2 separate regions of the Pan troglodytes genome follow, and region 1 is linked to region 2. A link is a contact called in public capture Hi-C data. All regions are on one chromosome and are shown on one strand. Each heading gives the region's core, a stretch centred on a gene start, on an enhancer-like site or on the middle of the called end of the contact. The rest is flanking DNA. Distances are from core to core; before and after follow the strand shown.

Region 1 (3,176 bases), core at 608-3,107, 890 kb after region 2:
TGTAAGCACTTAATAAAAATAAGTAATATTTATTTTATCATTATTTCTGTCATCAACAAAATTGTTAATTGCAAGAGTTTTCAATTATTATGAAAGTTAGGAAAATATAAAGAAGAAAATTAAAATGTCTCCAAATTCTATCTTTCTGAAATATTCTGATCATTTTCTCAATCACATATATAAAGAGATCTTTCCACAAATTTGTGAGTTCATGCTGCATATAATTTTTGTAGTTGATGTTATTGTTTTAGAGACAGAGTCTCACTCTGTCACCCAGGCTGGAGTGTGATGGTGCGATCATGCTCACTGTAATCTTAAACTCCTGGGCTCAAGCAATCCTCCTGCCTCAGTTTCCCAAGTAGCTAGGACCACAGGTGTGCACCACCATGGCTGTCTAAGTTTTTACTTTTTGTAGAGATGGAGTCTTGCTATGTTGCCCGGACTGATCTCAAACTCCTGGGCTCAAGGCACAATCCTCAAAGTGCTTGCTGGGATTACAGGAGTGAGCCACTGCATGTGGCCTAATTTTGCTCCCTGATTTTTTCACACAGAATTATATCACAAATATTTCTTTATGTTACTAAAATTTCTCAAAAATAATATTTTAGCTATTTTTATTCTACTTAATAGATTTACTTATTTACTTGATCAATCCCCAAAAGTTGACTACATAGGCTCTTTTGAAAATTTTCTGCTATAAAGCTGTGATGTGTATACTGTTCAAGAGAAAAAAGAAAAAACTTCTTATGCTTTTAGTATTCCCTTCGGATGAATCTTAGAAATTGAATTAGTGGATTAACATGTATGCACATTTAGAAGCTGTTTATACATCCTGGAAACTTGTTTTTATAGACTTGACACTGATTTTACACTCACTCCCTACCCCTGGCAGGGTTTAAAGATCCCTTCTTGCTCCCTCTCCTCCAGCCCTGAAACCTTGGGAGGACATATATTCATACTTGGAAATTATAACCAAGAGCCTTGCCTTTTATGAGAGCAGAGATTAGCCCTTCCAGATGCACGGACAATGGCAATGACTGAAAATTCTTAAGTTGCAGCTTCCTACATCCCTGCCAAGGATCCTGTTTTCCCCAGGTGGCCCTGCCCGCAGCTTGCATAACTGATGCTGGATTGTGATGGCCATGCAATGGTTAAGAGTACAGGCTCTCAGCCAGATTGCTTGGATCAAATACCGACAACATCATTTCCTCATCCTGGGACCTCAGGGCATAGGGCATCTTGCACAACCTATGCACTTCAATTTCCTCGTCTGTCAAATGGGGATAATCCTGGTATCTCCCCTATAGAGTTTGTGGTAAGAATTATGAAAGCAAATAAATTGCCTCGTTTAAATATGGAATGATTAGAACAGCTGCATTTTCGTGAGTTCGGTTATTTTGTTGCTCAGTTGATACTCCTGAAAATTGCCACAACAGAATGACTTTCTAATGGCGCACCCTTGTCACAATAGCTGCAGCAGTAGACGAATGTCACAAGCCAAACAAATTCCACAACTGATGAACACAAAAATTGCCTGCTATCAGACAGGCTGTGCAGTCCTGGAAGGAGAGGCAGCTGTGGAAGCTCTGTGGCAAGCCCCGTTCCACTGCTCTTTGTTCCATGAAGCAAGGCTCTGGTTCTAAAATTAAACCCTTCTCCAGTACCCCAAACTGCCATGTGCATTTGAGGGTTTTTCTTCTTCTGATCTCATTACCATGGTTACACCTCGAAGAGTAAAAAATATATGGCTGCGGCTTTTGTGAAATCAGGCCCACTTTCCCTTGATTCTGGCCCCGCTGTTGCAAAGCAGCTGACGGCTGCTCCCCAGAGGAGCATACAGAGATAGCATGTGGAAGACTGCAGACCGGGGAAGGCCTGCCTGCGCCCAGGATGCACATCAGCTTCCTAGCTCAGAGATCTAACTCTGACTGGCAATGAGCCCTCTGATATGACAGTCAGCCACTGGCATGGTCTGACACAGGAGTTATTTGGTAGCATGCGATGGTGGGTCTGCAGCCACGCGTGAAGACGTATCTGTCAGTCAGACCCAGAATGCAAGCCTTGCCCTAGGGTCCAACAAGGACACAGACACACAGAACAAATGCCTGAAGGCAACAGGAAAGACTGGGGCTTGGGAGGCTCTAAAGGAGCACTCGTCCTCCCCTTCCAACTCAATCTCTGAATCACTAAGATACAGAAATAAGAATCAAGCAGATAGAAACCTTTTTATTGATAAGGTGGTTTGAAGAGTTTGACCTAAGTCTACTGAAATGTGGACTCCTGAATACATCACTAGACAGACTGATGCCATCAGTGTAACACTGGAGACCGCAGGCCCCTCCCTGGCTCCACAGAGACTCTTACCAAGAGGCTCCCAGAATCTGTGCTCCCTGCAGGCAGGAAATCCCAGAGAAAGGGTAGAGTTGAGCATGCCTTGCTTTCTTCCAAACTCACCATTAAAAAGAACTTGCTCTTCCAATGGAGTTTATTAAGAGGTCAACAGTTTTACTTTAGCCCAGGGGTCTGCAAACTTTTTCTGTAAAGGATCGGATAGTAAATATTATAAGTTTTGTGGGCCACATATCATGTGTTGCATAGTCTTGTTTCTTTTCCCCCACAGCCCTTTAAAAATAGTTTGAAAACAACCACACACACACACAAAAAAAACATTCTTAGCTCATGAGTCATGAGCCAGACCTTGGGCCATTCACTTCTCTCACCTCTTCCTATTCAAATTGGGGTCCCTGAACCCACAGCATCCGCATCACATGACAGGTGATTAGAAATTCAGAGTCCCAGGTTCCATTCCCAACCCACTGAAGCAGACTCTGCATTCAGCTTGATCCCAAGTAAAAATTACTAATCTGGAAAATTTCACATGAGGAGTTGGGAACCAGTGTTTTTCTCTAATAGCAAAAGCAAAAATAAGACAACAAAAAATTCCATGGAAACTTGTAGGTACTGAATGAAGTTCCCCCTTGGCAAGTTATCCATATTTTTGTCTCAACACATATTCCAAGCTGCCTGAAAATAGACTTTCTCTGTGTGGCTGTCTCTCTCCCTCTCACCAGATACAGAACTCCTGGAGGATATGGAACCTGAACTTGCCTACCTCTGAGTTCTTAGTTTCTTGGACTTCTGTGCACAGGGGAAAGAGCAGCACAGGGACTTTCTGT
Region 2 (2,893 bases), core at 90-2,589:
CTTAGCAAAGTGCTTTAAAAATAAATGCCCATCTATACAAAGACTTGCATGAGAACATTCATAGCAGTATTATTAATAGCCAAAATGTGGAAATGACACAAGTGCTCATCAACTGTAAACAAATAGGATATAGCTATATGGTAAAAAAAATATATACTATTTTAGCAACAAAAGAGAATGAATATGCTACAACATGGATAAATCTCAAAAATATAAAGAAGCCAGACACGTAAGGCCACATGTTATGTGATTCCATTTGTGTCAAATGCCCAGAAAGGCACCCAAATCCATGGAGACACAGTGATGTGTTGGTTGCCTGAGCCTGGGGTGGGAGCGGGCCTTTGGGCATGAGGGATCTAACTGGGGGAATAAAAATGTTTTAAATTTACATTATGGTGATGGTTGCATATCTCTGTACACTTACTAAAAATCATTTAAGTTGTACACTTAACATGGGTGAATTTATGGTCTGTAAATTATAACTCATAAAGTTGTTTTTAGAAATGCCCATCAGAGCAAACCACTAACTAGAAAGTGCTTTATTTAACAAGTTAAAATGTCCACTGAGATAAAATATTTTGTGCGTATTTACTTTTGTAGCTAGATGGTATTGATGTATCATGGAATACTTTAAGAAAGTTGTCTTTAAAAGAGGCAGACTTTCCGAAATTTCATTTTGTGGATAATTGGTAGACAAGGTCCTGATTAGTCTAGTAGCCAGAGTGGTGCACAAGGGAAAAGCAGGGAATGTGTACTGTCTGGAATTTAAAAAGAGACAAATGGCCCGTACACTTGTAAGCTGCCACTCTCACCCTGGCCTTTAAAAGGTGAAATCAAAAGCCCTTACATGAGGCAGTGGGTATGAAGGCAGCAAAACAAGTGCACTATTAATAAAGTCAGGGTAATAAGAAATGTAAACACAAGAAGTCCCTCCTGGACCTCAGGAAGCAACTCTGAAAATGGCAGGATCTCATTAATCATATCCATGATACAGCCCTGCAATTGGGACTGTGAACACGACAACCAAGAAGGGCCATTTCAGATGCAGACTCTTACATATCACAAAGGCCGGGCATGCCAGACTCGGAACTCGGTGTGAAACTGCCCCTGTGGTCCCCAGCCCTGATGGACCTGTACTGACTTGCCTTTCACTGTAAACTAGAAAACTGGATAAAAATAAAAGAAATAGCTATTTTCAGACTTTACAACTGACAGTGCAAGACTGTAATTCCTAAGAGGTGGGAAACAAAGTAGATGAACCCTATGATCTCAGTCCAGAGTCCTTCCTGGACCGCAGCACAAGGAGAAGGGTCCCAAGCAGGGCTGAATCACCGCCTGGAGGAGACCACAATTGGAGGAGGAAGGTGAAGACAGCCAGAAATTTCGGGGCAGAGGACCAGAGAGGGAGCCAGGCAGAAAGAAAGCCTCAGAAATCTGCCTAGGAGGACTCCTCAATGTTTATCTGGAAACTAGGCTGCACACAGAGGATAAAAGTTCACAAAGAAGTGTCTGAACAATAAGCTGAACAACTCTTGGTGCTCACACAGGCTTGCAGAGCATTCTAGTTCTTAATGCAAAGAGCTTGCTAAATACCTTGGCATTCAGGAAGCCTATTGTCCATTCTTCTTCTTTTTAAAGCAAAGCTTCTGGCAAGAGTTTTCTATAGTCACTGTCTTTACTTCTTCCACTCCCATTATCCTGGGCTGCTCTATTTAGGATTTTGCCACCAACTCCTCTGAAACTATTCTCAGCTGGTTCACCTATGGCCTCCAGGTTTCCAATTCCAATTGTCAATGATTAGTTTTCTCCTTTTACTTCTTCTATCAATAGCATTTGACATGATTGCACGTTCCATTCCTTCCCCACAAAACAGTGTGTTTCCCTTCCAGGACTTCTCACTTTTCCTTTTTTACTTTGACCTTTCTGACAATTCTTTCTCCATCTCCTTTACTGATTGTGCCTCATGTTCCTCACCTCTAAACATCAGGTTGCCCCAGGACCTCAGTCCTCTGGAAACCTCTTTTCTATTTATATTCTCTGTCTAGTTATACTCTGATATGTCTTCTTTCACTTAAATACCTGAATAAGTATCACCACACACGGGGCTGGTTCCCACCAGCCAGAGTAGAGAAACCTCACTAAATGTATGAGAAAATCAGTAAGAACCCCAAAATGGTCACAAATTGGTCACTGGGCTAACTTACTACAGAAAACCTACTCTCCATCTGCTCTAAAAGCTTAAAATTATAAAACTGCCTCGAAAAGATCACACTAATTTACATATAACTTACCTGCCTGTCAAAACTAATCTCAGCACTCTATAAATGAAGACAACAAAATATACTCTAATGCAACATTCATAATGTCCAGGAACCAATAAAAATTATTACACGTGTCACGAAGCAGGAAAATGTGACCCATAATCAGGTGAGAAATCAATCCATAAAAGCTCTGAATAGAAGAAAGGAAGAGCTAGAACTGATGGGGGGAAACGTGGAAGAACTAAGAGAAAGAAAAGCAGCCGCTGACAGCCAGGAAATGGCCCAGACTGCCCACCGGGCCTTGGTGCTGCCGGGAGATGGCCCAGCCCTCACAGTCAGGTCTCACACCAAACATAACCAATGTCACAAAATGCCAGTGACCATGATGGAGCAAGGCAAAAACAAGACCACTCTGTCATTAAGTCTGAACACAGACACAAAACACCAAGCATCCCTGCTTCCTGCTATGGTGAGTGACCACTGCTTCTTCACCTGTTAGAGCATTGCATCGGTCTGTGTGCCCTCCTCCTAGGTATCTAATCATAGAAGTGTCCCCACTCCCTGACAGTAACCAATCCACAGTAAACCTCTGCTTCTCCGAACCCTCCCCAAATCACCCTCCCAAAGTCCAG

What was found. Capture Hi-C pulls out chosen DNA fragments and counts their contacts.
Region 1: a capture Hi-C map of stem cell-derived neural stem cells shows a contact between it and region 2, with 5 times the contacts expected there. The contact joins two enhancer-like sites. A contact is called at or near these places in 2 of 7 Hi-C or Micro-C datasets (induced pluripotent stem cells and stem cell-derived neural progenitor cells) and 1 of 1 other capture datasets (stem cell-derived neural stem cells).

What each region holds. Positions count from the first base shown.
Region 1 is chr12:106,107,759-106,110,934 of NHGRI_mPanTro3-v2.0_pri, forward strand. No RefSeq gene overlaps it. Among named protein-coding and RNA genes, the nearest start is that of CYRIA, 110 kb to the right of the region's middle. Within about 2 kb of position 1,858, at least 7 of the 24 cell types and tissues checked have an H3K27ac peak or open chromatin away from gene starts, as enhancers often do. A contact at or near this core is called in stem cell-derived neural stem cells, where this site is marked.
Region 2 is chr12:105,216,697-105,219,589 of NHGRI_mPanTro3-v2.0_pri, forward strand. All of the region lies in intron 5 of VSNL1 (visinin like 1), which reads right to left. Among named protein-coding and RNA genes, the nearest start is that of GEN1, 98 kb to the left of the region's middle. Within about 2 kb of position 1,340, at least 2 of the 24 cell types and tissues checked have an H3K27ac peak or open chromatin away from gene starts, as enhancers often do. A contact at or near this core is called in stem cell-derived neural stem cells, where this site is marked.